Regions from separate parts of the Mus musculus genome. Here region 2 is linked to region 1. The links are chromatin contacts, called in public Hi-C maps. All regions are on one chromosome and are shown on one strand. The core of a region is the stretch at or near the end of the contact, and the rest is flanking DNA. Distances in the headings are between cores, read along the strand shown.

What was found. Hi-C and Micro-C count contacts between places; a contact is called where the count stands out from the background.
Region 2: a Hi-C map of uterus shows a contact between it and region 1, with 1.8 times the contacts expected there. A contact is called at or near these places in 6 of 484 Hi-C or Micro-C datasets (brown adipocytes, liver, nephron progenitors and 2 more) and 2 of 130 datasets of targeted methods (the NIH/3T3 cell line and embryonic fibroblasts).

The regions. Positions count from the first base shown.
Region 1 is chr19:36,687,702-36,691,299 of GRCm38.p6, reverse strand. It overlaps Hectd2os (Hectd2, opposite strand), which reads left to right and starts at 1,821. Exons shown (of 5, transcript NR_033510.1): 1 at 1,821-2,061.
Region 2 is chr19:36,791,014-36,794,611 of GRCm38.p6, reverse strand. No RefSeq gene overlaps it. Among named protein-coding and RNA genes, the nearest start is that of Tnks2, 41 kb to the left of the region's middle.

The sequences.
Region 1 (3,598 bases), core at 572-3,071:
AAATTTGTGCACATATTTCTTTTTTTCTTTTTTCTTGGATGTTTTCTTTATTTACATTTCAAATGTTATCCCCTTTCCCGGTTTCCCTACCTCAAAGAAACCCCCTATCCCATCCTCCCTCCCCCTGCTTCTATGGGGGCGTTCCTCTATCCACCTACTCACTCCTACCTCCCCACCCTTGATTCCCCTACACTGGGGCATCTATTGAGCCTTCATAGGACCAAGGACCTCTCCTCTCATTGATGCACGACAAGGCCATTCTTTGCTACATATGCAGCTGGAGCCATGCGTACTCCTTGGTTGATGGCTTCCTACCTCAGGACCAGCCCTTCTCTGCTGAGTACTGTCTGTGAGGTTCTTTCTTCATGATCCTCCCAGAACTATAGTGATCAACTGAATAGCTTCATGCCCATTGCTTCTTTTAAGGGTATAGGAGAGTTGGAGAAGGCTTTGCACAAACCCAGAAGAAGTTGAAACATTAATTCTGCCTCTATGGGACCCAGCATGGATTAATTACTCTCTCTGGGCATTTCTAAAGACCCCTCACTGCAAGGTGGACTTGAATCACCTCCCCGCGGGTTGTTATAGGGAATAGGATTGTAGGAAAATGCTTGGACCACATCGGTTACAACCGCCATGCCCAGTGGAAGCAAGGGATGTGTTAGGGAACTGAGGTCACCTCTCTCCTGGCAATCAGAAGTGGTTTCCCTTTACTGTGTGGCTCCTCCCATTTTTTTGTACAGCACAGTGGGGGGGATGGTTCCTATTCTGACCTGTGGCTAGACCTGGGTGAGCCCTTGGTCTCTCAGCCACAGTTTTCTTGATTATAAGGTGAAAGTAACAATATTTACTGCTTATGATCTTGGGAGAAAGTAAGATTCAGTAATCAGGGCAGTGCCTGGCTCAAAATAATTACCTGCTATTGAGTACACCCCCCTTCTTTTCTCAGACCATATGTTCTGTGTAGGCAGAAATGTTTCCAGATGACCCGTGGCCCAGGGATGGGCCTGAAGCTGGGCCACAGCAGCTAGCAAAAGGAAAAACAAGTCCCCCTTCTTCTCCTGGTTCTCAGTGGATCTCATTTGAAGAGTATAACATTAAGGTTCCATAACAATTTAGAAGATAAACAATCCCAGAATAGGTTCCTACAGCATTAAATAGGGCAGTTTAAAAATGGGTCACTGTGGGGGAAACGCAAACAAACAAAAGCCTCGCCTGTGTTATACAACAGAGGCCCCTGGGGCTTTGTTTGCATGAGAAAGCAGCTCTGGAAAGGTGTACTAAGGATTTCAAACCAAAGGCAGGTAAGTTTGTAGCAAAAATAGTACATAAATCTGCTTATTAAAAAAATAACGTTCCTATAAAAGTTACCGTGGGACTCAGTTTCCCCTTTTCCAGAGTTTGAGAGCTGGGATGCATGCATGGGCCTCACAGGGTTGGATAAAATGTTCCAGGATTTTCATAAACACTGAGATGACACTGGCATTTTAAGCCAGAATAGACCTGGATCTGACTTGATTTAAAGGCATGGTTGGGTTTTCCCAAGTTTTTGTTTTAGTGTTATTTTTCCATCATGTATCAATGGACTTTATTTTGATCAAATCCACACTTTTTCTTTCCCACTAACCCACTAACTCTTTCAGGGTCCCTCTCCTATCCCTTTCCAGGGTAGAATATATGGATATAGATTGTATTTTTTCTCATTTCCCCTGCTGCCCTAGGCTGTCCTCCATCCTTCTGTCTTGTTGCTAATTATCTTGTCCCTCCATTACATCTCTCTCTCCTCCCCCTCACAAGTCACTGCAGCCTACAGCTATGGTCTCTTCCTCTTTGTGCATAGCTTCTGCTGGAATCTTTGCACTCACTCTGCCGGTGACATCGAATGCTATTATTATCTTCTGCGTGCTAGTGAATGAATTAACTCAGCAAGCTCTTCCTGACAGCTGTGATAGCGTGCCAAGCACTGCATTAGGGACTAGGGGTGGGGATGATGAAGGCAGGGGCTGCTCCTGTAGCTGAGATCTGGGGTTGACCTTCGGAGTCAGTGTGAGGAGGTCAGAGGTAAGCATGGCAAAGGGGTTCATGGGTCTGTGACAACAGGTTTCTACTCAGTGGGAGGGGAGGAATGGGTGGGAGGGTTAGGTCGGTTTCTGTGTGGAAGAAGTTGGACTGTTTCTTCAAAGGTTGCCTAGGAAGGGTGAGAGGTTGGGGGCACCAAGGAGATGGTGAGAAAAGCAGTGGACAGGCTAGTGAGAAAAAGCTTGGAGTTTGCTTCCATGTGGCTGAGATATATGGGAGACTGGGCTAGACAGACAGGGCGGAGCACAACCCAACAGAATAACACAACACAACATAACACAGCACAACTGCCAGTATGCCTTTCTCTTTCTGGGAGAAATTCTCTATCTGAATTGGGAACAGGTCCCAGGGTGGCTCATAGGAGGCCAGAAAGGGTACTTACTGACTCTTTTACTGAGAGAGTGACTTGAGGATGCCACAGCAAGAGAGTCTCTGCTTTTGAGATGACTATGGAAGACTAACTATGGCCAGATTAGTAATACCATGTGACACAGACAAGGTGTTGTGGGGCCCTTGGGAAAGAGCACTGACCCTATCTCAGGACCAGGGAAGGTTTCTTCGAGGTGATATAGGCTGATCAGCCATCCTGACTCTTGGAGTTTATACAGTGGAGGAGGAGGCAGAGGAGGAGGGAGGGAAGAGATGAGGGGGAGGAGGAGGAAGTGGAGGAGGGAGGCTGGGGAACTTGGAAGAACAGGGAAGAGTGAAGCCTAGCCAATGTGCAGAAAGATCTCCTGTGCTCCACCTCTCTGAGCTTCAGCCTTCCAGGCCCAAGAAACAAAGCTACAGACTTTGGGGATCCAAGGGACTTTGAAGTAGGCCAGAGAGCAGCCTGAAGAGAGATCTGGCTGGCTGTGTATAGGCCTCTGGTCTCTCTTGGAACATGGGCCTGTTTTGCAAACATAGCAACATGGGCCAAGTACGTGGGTTTTGGCACTAGTTGGGCTGACCCAGCTCACTAAGCAAATAGTGGGGGAGTTTCTTCCTTTTTCCTTTGTAAACTTCAATCTTCTCTGGGCGCATAATTTATAGAATTCCAGAGAACTCCATTTTTGGCTTTCTTCCCAAGAAGGAAAAGCGCCTCACATTTTCCACACACTCGTCCCAGTCCGCTGGCCTAGAGCCAAGACTTCTTGTTGAGGCTGAGAAAAAGATGGTTGCTGTTCAGGGTTAAGGTAGTCAGCGGGGGTGGGGTGGGGGTGGGGGAGCTATACTACTACTCCAGGGATAGCTGCGGTCATGTGACAGGTAAGTATTCTTCACAATAGTCCTGGAGTGGAGAATAGATGTATCAAGGTTCAGGGCAAGAGACTATGCAGACAGCGGAGATCTGCTAAGGACTGTGCAAGGAGTCTCCCTGACTCCCAACTCTCCATAGCTGCTTAATGTTCACCAAGCACTTTCTTGTCTCATTGGATGAGGTGAGAAACAATCTCTACCTCCTCCCGAGTGTACCAAAAGGGAAGAACACATAGGACCAAGATTCCGATTTAGCTGCTCAACTCCAGCTGAGTTGCTA
Region 2 (3,598 bases), core at 577-3,076, 100 kb before region 1:
TTGTGACCATGTTCACCCTTGTATCCAGGACCTCAGTATCCAGTGTTTATTCTAAGTTCTCCAACACTAAGACTGGTTCCCTACATGAATTCATACGCATTTGACCATTGGATAGAGGCTATGTTTTCTCTAATGCACGTGATCAATGCATGTTTTCAAACTGAAGTCATAAACCAATCGGTTCCTAACCAGTGAATGAAAATAGTACTGGACTTGAGACAGCTTTCACATTATTGTTTGTATTTTTAAGTCCTAAAACTTGTTTTTGCTCCCTTTCAGTGCCAAAAGTTCTTTTCTGCATCTAGAATGTTCTCACAAATGTGACCGTATCATGTGAGAATGCTTCAAGGACGGCTGTTTCCTTGAGTACACAGTTATTACCTCTGCAGGCCACTCAAGTCCTTCCCCCTTTGCCATAGGCTCTTCTGCAAGCTTGTCTCCAAGTGCTGTCCCACCCAACCTGCCCTTGTGCCATACTGAGCTCTCATCGCCCCTCAGCTTCTTGCACTGTGTGTAAGCATGCACACCGCCCTTTGTGCATAAACTGCTTTCCCTTCTTTACCCTCTCAATTGGCCTGACTCAGTTTATTTTATTTTATGTGTTTTGGTGTTTTGATTGCATGTGTTTTCTGTGTACCATGTATATATGCCTGATGTCTTTGGAGGCCATGAGAGGCCATAGGAGCCCCTGGAACTGGAGTTACAGACAGTTGTGGACCACCATGGGCATGCTGGGAATTGAACTGAGGTCGTCTGGGAGAACAGCCAGTGCTCTTTACTGCTGAGCCATCTCTCCAGCCCTCCCACTCAGTTTTCAAGCCTGGCCCAACTTTAGATTACCTACCCCATGTTTCTCACACCCTCAGTCTCTTTGGGGTTAAGTACTGCTGGGTCTGTCTAGCTCTGTCATAAGAGATGAGGTCACACTCTTGGACAATGGGAAACTCTGTATTTTGTGTATACAAAAAGTAGCCTTTGAAAACAATGGTAGGAAGCAGGCGCCTGCCCTCTGAATTGGAATGGCTGAGATTGTTTATAAGAAATTTGGCCTAAAAATCAGGCCTTAAACATTTTTTTTCAAATAAAAAAAATTTGAGACATGGTCTCACTATGTTGCCCTGGCTGGTTTAGAACTTGCTATGTAGAGCAGGCTAGTCTCACACTCCCAGAGTGCTGTGATCAAAGGTGTGTCTACCTTGTCCAGATGGCTTTAAATGCTTAAAAAATCACATTTATTTATTTATGTATGTATTTATTTATTTATTTATTAATTATTCACGGGTGTACATGTGCCACATTATGTTTGCAAAGATCAGAGACTTGAGAGACTTGATCCAAGAGATTGAACTCATGCTATCTGGCTTGGTGGCAAACAGCTTTATATTCTAACCCATCTTGTTGACCCCTAACGTCAGGTCTTAAAGGATATCTTAGTGGGGTTTAGTGGCAAGCAAATGTAGTCCCAGGTCTCCAGGGAAGCCCCTCAAGATTGGGAAGTTGCTTGAGCTTAGGAGTTTGAAGTCAGCCGGGAAAGCTAGTGACATATTAGCAGGAGCAGGGGCAGGGGCAGGGGCAGGGGCAGGGGCAGGGGCAGGGGCAGGGGCAGGGGCAGGGGCAGGGGCAGGGGCAGGGGCAGGAGCAGCTGTAATAAAGAGTACAGGGTACATGAGTACCAGAACAGTGAAAGACAACGACCAGACGGAAAACAAGTTGGTTTTTGTCTTTAACAGTTTTTCAAAGTGCATCATACACTCTCTTAGGCATGGCTTGGTGCTTGGTTAATACTCTGCGCAGTAGCAGCAAAGGCTGAAATGACTCACCACCAGGAATGGAGGAACTTGGGGAAGAAGGTCCAGCACGTAGGCGTGGAGGGCGTGGTTTTTACTCTGAACCCAAGAGAAGGAGGTGGCTATTGCTCTGGTGCAGCTAGTGAGAGATGGAGTGCGAAGCTTTAGATGGGGGACCATGGGACCAGTATAACTTAGGAACTAGAGTTTAATTCTCTCACTTGTCGGAACAGTTTATGACACAGTGCAATTAACGCACAGCATTAGTTAAGTCTGGGTCTGTGTTTCCTGTATCACAGGAATGCTAGAATCTGTCTTGCTTACTTCTCAAAAGTCTATCAAAGGAGGAAAACCTTTATAAAAGAGCTTTGAAAACCATGAAGTCTGAGCACAAGGCATGTGTTGGTGAGGGGGGCCTGCCCTGGAAGGGCGGGCACTGGGAATGTGGCCTTCTTGGGCCTGTAGCGGCAGGCAGGGAAGGGTTGCTCCCGGACAGAGCGAGGAGGTGGGCAGATTCAGGTAAAGATAGCCTCAAAATGATCTAATGAGGCTGGAAGTGGTCCATGGGGAACCAAGCGATGAAGGGAGGGGGGCAGGCTCTGAGAACAGAGACACCAAAGAGGGACTATTTGCTCCCGAGTGAGCGGACAGCGGAGGCAGGTGAATGAATTCAGAGGATGTTGTTTAAACACAACAAGGCAGAATGAAGTAATAAGTAAAATAAGTGAAATTGAAGGATATGGTTACTCGTGGACTGGAATGTACATATTTGTCTGAGCAGGTCTTGGTGCCCATGTATGTGTACGCATGTGGATGCCAGAGGATACCAGTTTTTTTTGTTTTGTTTTGTTTTTGTTGTTTTTGTTTTGAGACAGTGTTTCTCAGTGTCTGGGAACACACCAAGTAGTCTAGGCTGGCAGGCCAGGGAGTCCAAGGGATCCTGTATTTACCTCTCTGGTATGAGGGTCACAATGTATCCACACCTGGCTTCTTCAAATGGGTTCTGGTGATACAAATTAGGTCCTTGTACTCCCAAACAAGTGATTTACCAATGTAGCCTTCTCTTCAGCCCTGAAATTAACTTATTTATTTATTTATTTAAGCAGCTTTGAGGACATTTGGAGTAAACCATCACCATGGAGTAAGCAGTGCAAAGAGTTTCTGAGTTCTTCCAAAATAAACCCACTCAGGAGAATGGGCTAGATAGTGCCTAAGAGAGAGAACTAAGTGGGGAAGCGGGAGAAACCTTTCTTTTCTCTATTGACAGGGCCGTTCTGTAATGTCCATCCAGCGTTATCTGTAGTCCATGCTATGGTGACTATAATCCCTGCTGTGTGGGAAGCTGTGTGAGAACAGAGATTAACTGGCTTCATTGATAGCTGGGCCCTAGTGCCTGGCATAGTTTCTGGGAGATACTAGCCTTGTGTTAATTGAATGTTGAACGATGTTTGTCAAAGAGTAGGTAATGGGTGGGGGTGGGGGTGGGGGCTCTTCTTGACCAATAGTCCTCACACAGAGGTAGAAAATAAGTCCTCTGGTGTTCTTTCTGGTGAGAACACGAATTTCACCATGGGGTGCCCACCTTCATGAAATCCTCCAGGGGTTCTCAGCCAAGGGTCATGACTCCTTGGTGGGAGTGTGTGTCCAGTGACTTTTTTTTTTTTACAGGGCTCCTATATCAGAATCCTGCATATAAGATTCATATCTGATTATGATTCATAACAGTAGCAAAATTACAGTTATGAAGTAGCAATGAAAATAAGTTAATGGTTGGGGGGGGTCATCACAACATGAGGAAGTGTATTAAAGGG